2 separate regions of the Columba livia genome follow, and region 1 is linked to region 2. The links are chromatin contacts, called in public Hi-C maps. All regions are on one chromosome and are shown on one strand. The core of a region is the stretch at or near the end of the contact, and the rest is flanking DNA. Distances in the headings are between cores, read along the strand shown. Region 1 holds the start of CACNA1I (calcium voltage-gated channel subunit alpha1 I). Region 2 holds the start of GRAP2 (GRB2 related adaptor protein 2).

The links. A called contact is a pair of places that touch in the nucleus more often than the background predicts.
Region 1: a contact with region 2 is called in a Hi-C map of liver, with 2.9 times the contacts expected there. The contact joins the promoter of CACNA1I here to the promoter of GRAP2 in region 2. A contact is called at or near these places in 2 of 2 Hi-C or Micro-C datasets (crop and liver).

What each region holds. Positions count from the first base shown.
Region 1 is chr1:172,547,395-172,551,900 of bColLiv1.pat.W.v2, forward strand. CACNA1I (calcium voltage-gated channel subunit alpha1 I) reads right to left here and starts at 1,915. Exons shown (of 38, transcript XM_065046868.1): 1 at 1,631-1,915.
Region 2 is chr1:172,349,063-172,353,717 of bColLiv1.pat.W.v2, forward strand. It overlaps GRAP2 (GRB2 related adaptor protein 2), which reads right to left and starts at 2,508. Exons shown (of 8, transcript XM_065046826.1): 1 at 2,468-2,508.

The DNA.
Region 1 (4,506 bases), core at 665-3,164, 200 kb after region 2:
TCTGCTAACTCATATGACAGGCAAGCTTCCCAATCTTCTAGCTGCAGGGGATAAAAACAGGGGAAGGGCGAGAATGGCAGAATGTCGGTAAATCATTTTCAGGCACTGTTTTGCATCCTGGAAGAATCAAAATCACAACCCCTCAGGTGTGTTGGCTGAGGGGACCTGAAGGCTGGTTTCAAAGGCAGCCGCCCAGGGAAAGCTCATCTGCTTGCTGACAGCAAAACTCCCCAAGCAGCAGAGCTGGTTTCCACTACTGAGATGGTTTTCCAAGCAGCATGGGTGCTATGCGGAACAAATTGAAAGGTTCTCCGCCCCTCATATCAACACTACAGAGCCTTTCCAAAGGAGACACACACACACACAAAATCAGTTTTCCTTTAGACACCTTTTTGGCTCAGATCTAAGCCAAGATTCAGCTAGAATTAATTGCCTTAGCGAACAGCAATGCACTCCAATCCAATTCTTGTGAGGAAAATCTGATGAATGACTTCAGTTGTCTAGAAAAATGACATGCAGTCAAAGCCATATTTGAGGACTGAAGGATAGTGTGCGTCTCTGTACGGATGTATGGTTCCAGGGGTGATGGGGAGGTTTTCTTCCATCAGTCTGAGAGTGATGGGGGAGGAGAGCACAGCACTCCTTCAAATAGTTAGGAGAATCGTGCCACCATGATCAGAGATGCAGAAAGCGGGACCTACCAGGAAGGTACTGGGCAAAATGAAGCTATTTAGGCTACAGAATCAAGGGGCACAGTAACAGTCTTCATATGCATACAAGTTTGCTACAACAGGAGGAGAGTTCTCGACTCTTAGCGCCTACAGTGGACAGAAGAAGCAACAACAGGACATTTAGTGGTAAGCAGAGCAAAGGTGTACAAGGCACACACTGCTCGAGGGTGCAGGGGAACGTCCTGTACTTCAGGCCTTCAAAATCAGGTCAGCCCAAACCTCTGGGGAATGATGCATGTATTGATCATCCTGAGATGGATATGAAGTCAGTGACATCCCAAGGACCCTGCCAGGCCTGTCTTCTGTGATTGTCTCATCCCAAATGCCTGTGGCCACCACCGCAATCAAGTGTTGCTATTGTGGTGCTTTTTGGGGAGAAACAGCAGCTGTCTCTCCCCTGGCCATTCCTTCCCCAGCAATGCCCATTTATTTTGTCTTCCCGAGAGTCTCACAGAGCCCAGCATGTGTTTGCAACACATTGTGAATAATAACACTCTTATATCTCCAGCAAAAAAAACTGGGTCAGCTAAGGCACATGTCTGTGTACAACAGGGGCAGCCAATGCATCTGCCAATGAACCCTATGGTGCCACAAAATCCAACCCACCAAGCACACAGGGGTTATAAGGCAAGGTATTTCCATGGGGGGAAGAGGGGAGAGTTCAGATATAACTGGCAAAACACAAACATTTTGGGGACATTTCATAGGTGAAAGCATGAATAAAACAGGACCTGAGAGAGGGTTCTAACAAATCGCTCACACTAATGTCCTGGCCGCTGGGAGAGAGGGAGTGAATGCACAATCACCCCAGCTCCACAAGCTGCCTCCAGTGCCGCCGACCTGCCTGCATGCATATCAGAAAGGGCTGGATGCAAATAAGGCAAGAGACGCATACTTACCTGCTGTAGTCTGCAGAAGGGTGGCTGAGAAGTGACATTCAAGAGGAAAAAAGTGAGCCAAAAGCTCTGGCAAAGAGCAGAGACAAGATGAAAGCACAGCATGTTGCAAAACAGAGACTCTTTTAACTGCAGGGAGCTTAGAAAGAAAGGAGAGCCCTGTCTCACAAGCTGGAGCAGGTCCCACAGCTGGTAGGAAGGTCTCAGGCCACGGAACCCATAGGCTCTCAACTGGCTGTAGCACATGCATATGGATGCCAAAGCAACCACACTGCATTTAAGAAAAGCCAAGCTTGGGATGCTGGCCAAGAGACCAAGATGAGGCATGTTGATCCGTCTCTCCCCAGCGAGCAGGACCTGAAGTCACCACACGTGCACTTGTGTCCACATCCCTCTCTGCTGGGCCAAAATCCAGACTGAAATCAGACCCTCTGTCCCAGACAAAGCTGTTTGCCACAGCAAGGCAGCCAAAAGGGAGAGAGAAAAAAAGCCTCAGCAGTGGGACACACAGGCAGGAGCTGCCCAGCTGTTTCATCTGGCCATTTCTCTTGACATATTTCACAAAGGCCCAGTGACCAGCAGCAGGTTCCCTGAAAATGCTGTCCTATGTCATCTCAGCGTGGACCCATGTCCTGCCCATTAAGGTACAGCCCCCAGAAGACAGAGACCTGTCTGATGTTACCCACCACCCCTCAATCATCCCCGATCACCTCAGTGTAACAGGCCAGTCCCTCCTGAGGAGTGGATGGGAGACAGGAGAGAGCAGTTGCCAATTTTAACGTGCCCAGCAATAATCAGGCTGGCAAGGATGCGCAGAGCACAAAATCAGGCAGCAGAAGTACACAGGCAGGGAGCTGGAAATAATTACCATGATACTGTAACCAGAAGACACGAGGCCAAGCTATTTACCATACTAATTACTGTTTATCCCTGTTTATGGCTCCACATGGCAGTGGGACTGGTGGCCTGATTTGAGGCGTAACTGCTTAAAGGAACAAGCTCTGGGTGTGAGAACTATATGCCAGGTGGAGGGAAAGCCTCTGCTGAGCTGAGGACAGGGATGGACAAGCCACACATCCTTCTTTTCCTCTGCTGAGAGCTGGAGTTGGTGAAGGGAAGGCCCAGCTGGCTCTCCTGGAGCACAGTTATGGGGAAGTGCCCAGAGCCTGCTACATGCCATTTATCTGCTAATGCATCTCCATGTCTTCATCTCCCTCAGGTCTTTTTCTCCTACGCTATTTCTCTTGCATGTCACGACCAGATTAAAGATTTCCCCACAGTGTTCCTTAATGTTCCTCCTTATAAACTGCATCTGTTCCAACAAAATAAGATTTTTTCCTATATTAAAGCAGAGTTACTTTTCCGCGGCCATTTTCCCACATCCTTCCTCCCTCAACACCTTTACATGGGAAAAAGGGAGGGATCTGCCACAGACTGCCCAGTTGCCACCAGCAAAGGTGAGCGTTAGGATGAAGATTCAGGAGTTCATAGCAGGAGTCCCTGCTCCAAACCCTGGCCCACCGCTCCCTTCTGCGCACTCTCCTGCTGGGGCGTTGTGCCCAGCAGAGGCCAGGCAGCCTCTGCTGCCTCTCCTTACCGCCACAAAGCTGCCTTGACAGCAGCCAGATGTATCTGAAATTCTTCCCTAACCTTTTCTTTTTTTACCTTTCTTTTTTTTTTTTTTTTTTTTGTAATACTGTAGGCTATGCCCTGGGTGTCATCCCACACTTGCCAGTGGAAGGAAGACAGAAGCAGTAACCATGGACAGGAACTTATTATGTCGTGGGGATATATGTCTCTGGAGGTGCTGCTGAATCAGAGCATCCAGGCACAGGACACTGTTGACCTCTCCAAAGTCTGAGTCCATCACCCCTTTGTGCAGGGCTGATTCACTCTTCCCTCACACTGCTTGTCACTCCCCAGTCTCCCCTCCAGAAGCCATGCAGCTGGTGGACCTTGTCTCTGCTCTCTGCACCTTATTCTTCACCCCAGGAATTAAAACAGCATCTACTTCTCACAAAGCTCTCTCCCAAAACAGAACCAGAAAGCTCTGTTGGCCCCAGACTGTCCCCTGTACCCTCCCTCCATGCCACATTACCAGATGCTCTCGTGGAGCTGGGCATGTCCTATTTGCTTCCATCACAACTGTGATATCTGAAAACCCCTGGGAGACAATGGCTTTCCAGTCTGGAGGATTTGCCTCCCCCACTGCATCAGATGTGTCAGAGCAGCATTTCATTTACCTTTTCCAGTGATTTTTATGTCTGGTTATTAATGAGGAAGTTTAACCCACTCGTGGGCAAATCCCTGAAAGTCAAACAGGTCACAGTGAGGGGGAACCAGTCTGTAAGGGAAACAATCATAAAATGAGACAGACTCCAAGCAGTGTCTGACCCTTCAGCAGATGAAGAATGACTCCCCCTTGGCTGCTCCTGTCCCCTACAAAGGCCCATGGACACCCTGCCTGCCACCGGCAAGGGGGACTGAGCACCAGCCACATCGCTCTCCCCAGCTCTCCCAGTATCAAGCACCCTGCACTGCTGAAATGAGAAGCCAAACCAGCTACGGCCATTACAAAACAGTTCCTAAACACATCCATGACTAAGTCATCACTGCCTATCTGGGAAAGACATTTAATATCCTTCAGATAAAAATGTACTCATAAAATCCATTTGAGTCTGTTCCTCTGATAACCTGCTCCTCCCCTCAGTCTTCCTCCTCCAGGGTGACACCTGTGTTTGCCCAGCACGCAGACTTTCACACCTCTCATGTATTGCCCCCACCATCACACAGAAAGATGCCACCACACACCCTTCATAACCCCGACGCCTGGGAAAGTGTCATCATGAAAGTAAAATAATCTTCTTGAGGGGAAAAAA
Region 2 (4,655 bases), core at 1,258-3,757:
AAGCCCAAAGCTGTTAAGCAGACCACTGCTGAATCTCAGCCTGGTGTTTATGGCTTGGTGTGCTGCTGACCTGGGCTGGACCCACAGCATAACTGAGCTTGAGATGCTTAATGCCTTCCCTCTAAGGACTGCTACCATCCCACACTTCACTACTACCAGGCAATCTGCTGCATTAACCAGACTCCGTGGGGGTCGTGCAATAAATCTGCCTTTACTTTGCATTTAACTTAATCCCAGGCACTGGCTGCAAGAGAAACCATAGCTGGCAAACCTCAGATCATAGATGAGATATGTCACAGCTGAAGCAGAACTCAGCTAGAAGAGATTCTCAGGAAAAAAAAAAAACAACATTTATTTTTCCACCTTGCTTCTTTACCCAACTCAGGAAAGGGAGGCAAAAATGTGAGAGAGCTTTTTTCTGCTCCTTCTCTTCTGTCTGAGTGGCACATCCCCTTGTACATATCTTTATTCTTTCTTGCTTTTTCAGGTTTTGCACACAGAAGCATGTTCTTGATCTCCAAGCTGCATTTTGCCAACATTTTGAAACAGTCCTCAAGGGGAAAGCTGGGCAGCCTGCTCTGCTGAGCCCTGTGCTTTAACAGCTGAGTTTACTCTGTTGAGCAGTCCCATGTGGGCAGCGGGGAGCAGGCTGCAGCTTTGTTCTGCCCTCAGCACCTGCCAGGATATTTGGGGTTTGGAAGTAAGACAGACTCCTGCTGGAGGAGCAGGTGAAGAAGCTGCTCTGTTATTTCAGTGCTCCCCAGCTTCTGAGATAGAAAATCCTTAGCCCCAAGGATATCTTCTCTCCCATTAGAGGGTGGCAACAATTCTCTAACAGGCTGAAATACAGCTCCTTCAAGATCCCACCCTTACTTTACAACTGACAAGCGACTACCCCTGCTCTCTAGTCACCACTGGGCATCACCCATCAGGTTTTTCCACCTTCTCCCCCAGGTGTGGAACCCTCTGTGAGCACAGGCATTTTGTGCAGCCACGGATGGATGCTGATGTTTTGTGGCGGATACACTTGACCAGCCCCCATGGTTGTGGGTAGGAGAGTGGTGGAGCATAAAGATGACCCTTTCTCAGAGGCTCAGTGGCTCGAAAGAGTTTTCCTCAAGGGGGGAGAGAGCAGTACAAGCACAGGCTTGTCCCTGTCAGCCAGCTTGTTCATCTTACTCCTGTCCAAGTGGGTGGGAAAGTGCTGTCTGCTTGCATTAAAGTGGTTGCACTGTTGATAAGCTGCAAGCAGGCAAAGAGTTCACTTGGGGAAAAACACAAAGCATGGCAGGGCAGGAGAGACTCTTTTAAAGCACTTTTGTCTTTTGATAATCGCAGTAATAAGACCTCTAGTGGAAAATCTATACCTAATAAAAAGTTTAACAAGTCCAAGGAGATATTCAAGGCTACTGAGACCAATTGGTAAGAGCCTGAGACTTACTCACCAGCCTTCAATATGTTAATTCACAGTGCACCTGAGAGAAGAACATGGCCCAAAGCTCCACAGAGTTATACAAAAGCATTACTACTGACAAGACCAGGTGAAAATTTCTGAAGCTGGTGGTGGTAGCAGCCACTGTTCTTTCAGGAGGAAAAGGAGAAAGAAACAGTTCAGCTATTCTGGAATAGGCAACTGCAAAAAAAAAAACCAACCAACCTGCCCGAATCAGCCTTGCAATCACCAAGACTGGTTAGCCTGAGTTTCCACGGAAAGCATTTCTACCAGTGGCTTAAAGCAAATGATGAGGGCAGTTTTGATGGAAGGGTGCAGAGAAAGGCAAAGGCAGCGGGACAGAAGCCAGGGAAGCAGCTCCTGCAAAACACAGAGCAAGCTAAAGGAGAGCTTCAGTGCAGAACACAGGCTAGGAGAGACACTTGGACTTTTGGGCAGCTGTGTTCATGGGAACAGGACCTTGTGTATGTTCCTTTACAATAAAAAGTGCTGCACCAACGACAGGCTTTGCTCCGTTATCACTTATCAATTTGTGCACTCCTGAGCTAGCCACTAAGTTCCAGAGGTGGCACCAGCTGCTGGAAGGATTCTGGGAGATGCTGCCTCTTCTCCTGCATCAAGCACCATGAAACAAACACTAGCAAGGGAGAAGGCTGGCAGCATAACTCGGGGTCCAAGGGAGATAGAGCTGCCCCTCATGCTCAGCATCTCCAGCTCCAACTCTAGGTCTAGCTGAGGCCATTGGCATAGGGGTGCACGCAGGTTCCTCTCCCACACTACTAAAAAACATTCTTAGCGCAGCAACCCCTTGGTCTGGTCACACACGCGTACTGCTGTGGAAAACACCTCACTACCACTGCTTGTACACCCATGCCTGACCTGCTCAGAAAATACCATAGCCAGTGCAAGAGTGGTTTTCAGTCCCAATAACAGCAGGAGCCAGATGTAGCACCAGGAAAGGAGTCTGCCAGACCCCTCCCACCCCCCACCGCACAGGCATATGCATAAACTTACCTTTTGCTCCTTCACTAACTGTTTTATCACCATAGCAACTGTAATCCTAGGTCATGCAGCTAGAAAATAAAAAAATACAGTGTAAATGAAGATACACACTATCGCCAAACACAGCCTCAGTGGCAAAATCTAATTTTCATTAGACGTAACAGTGGTTTTGCATAATTATACATATATTAATGCCCAACATGCCCATCTTCAGTTAAAATTCATGAATTCAGTCCTAAATAAAAAGCATTGCTCACTGCAGGGTTTTTTTTTTTTTTTTAAATAAGAAAATGTTTCTAAAAGCTCAAGTCACACTTGCACAGCTTTTTCTTAATCCGAAGATTAACAGGGAAAGCAAAACATAAAGATTAAGTCAGCTCTCAAGTAGGAACATGGTATAAAACATAACAAGAAACTTTGCTACTTCTACAGTACAAGGAGTGAGAGTGAGCAATAAAAAAATTGGCCAGATCCTGGAGCATACCTGGAATTGAGACCTAAGGGAAGCATCTCACCGCTTTTCCCATTGGCATTTGTGGTGAAAGCGACTCAGCAGCATTATACTGAGAAGCAACAAACTGCTGCAAGTGACTGAGCACAGGTTTGGCTGGCACCAGAATTTACTACATAACTTGAGGTCAGTACTTACAAGAAGAGGTTTATTTACTCTGACAGCACAGATATGAGACTGCAGCACCAAAGGACAGCCCTGGCCAAAAAAGCCTTATGAAGCAAAGAAACCCATCTTCTCTGTCCTTCCTTTTTTATTTGCTCCTACCACCTTCATGTTCCTTCTTTACCCACTAAATGCAAGTGACCTGAGCCTGGTACCCTATTCCCCTCTTCATTACCAAGTTTCCAGGTGGGCCTTATCTGAGTGATGAGGAGCCCTTCCTGCTGGTCACACCTCACCTTCTCTGGTCCTGCATGTGGGACAATGCCTGGAGGGTGGTTATCGTCACTTCAGGCAGCAGGGACCTGGGTATGTAGTGGCTTTGGGACCTCACAGCAAGCTCTTGGGTTGCAAGCATGCACACAGCTTTAAGGATGTTTGCAAACCCCTGACCTGGTGCATGCTGGACTTGATATTAAAATAAATGTGGCTTCTTTAGGATGTGCCGCCTCTTTAATTGTATCAATATCTTAGCCAGGGAGTAAAGGGAAAAGCTACTACCTAGGTTTGTCTCCATGGAGTCTTATTTAATTCCTCACTATGGACAAGGCAAGGAGGATTGTGACAAAGGGGAGAGGAGGACTGGTCCTGAGGGAAAGATTTGGGGCTGGAGAAGGAGCGGAGGATGGAAAAAGAGAGAGATGGCAAAATGGATAGAAAGGAAGAAGAAGAGATGGAGAGAGGTCTGTTCTAACAACAATGGCAATCCCTACTGGCTGTCAATCTCCAGCTCCTCTCCTCTCTGTGCTGTCATTAGTACACAGCAGGATGAAAAGAGGCTGAGCACAAAGCTCAGCCAGTGGGGGGTAAAAAACTCTCTTTGCACCCTCTCTGGAGGAGGGAGAGGTAACACACCCCCTCTGTGTCTGAGCCCCTGGCCACGGTGTTGCTCATCCTCCCCTCTGTATCAGGGAGCCCTGGCTGACACGGACCTTCAGCAGGTGCACAGGGTCCAAATGTGGCCCCTCCACACCACTCTTTGAGAACCTCCTGCCCACGTGCCTCAGCCCTGGAAGTCTACTTGTTCATGAGGAAAAGAGAAATAGCAGCTCACTTCTGGTGCTGATGGCCACAAACATATATATATATATTAATGAACATAAACCTCTGGCTCACTTTGTTCTCCCTTCTCAAGTGGTGGCCCAGACAGAAAAGTTGCTTTTTAGAGATGCCAGATAGGGCCTGACAGAGGGTCCTACTGGGAAGGAGCTGGGAGGAAAGTGGGCAAAAAGCAAGCCAGCTCTTCCAGAACTGTGCTGTATAGCTGACCTATGTACAGAAAGCAAAGCAGACCTGCCCAGACTATGCACACCAGCGAGGTGCAGGGTGCTGCATGGGCTTTTTGCCCAGGATTGCCCACTGCCTGAGAATGTGACCCAGTCTTCTGCCTGAACAGAGCGCAGTGGCACTGCTAAAACCTCCAGAAAAACAGGGAAAATGTTCAAATGTCTCTGAGATAATATTTGTTGGTGGTCACAGGACAGGTATCGAGATGTGGTGGCTCCACATGGGAGGAAAGCCAGTAGT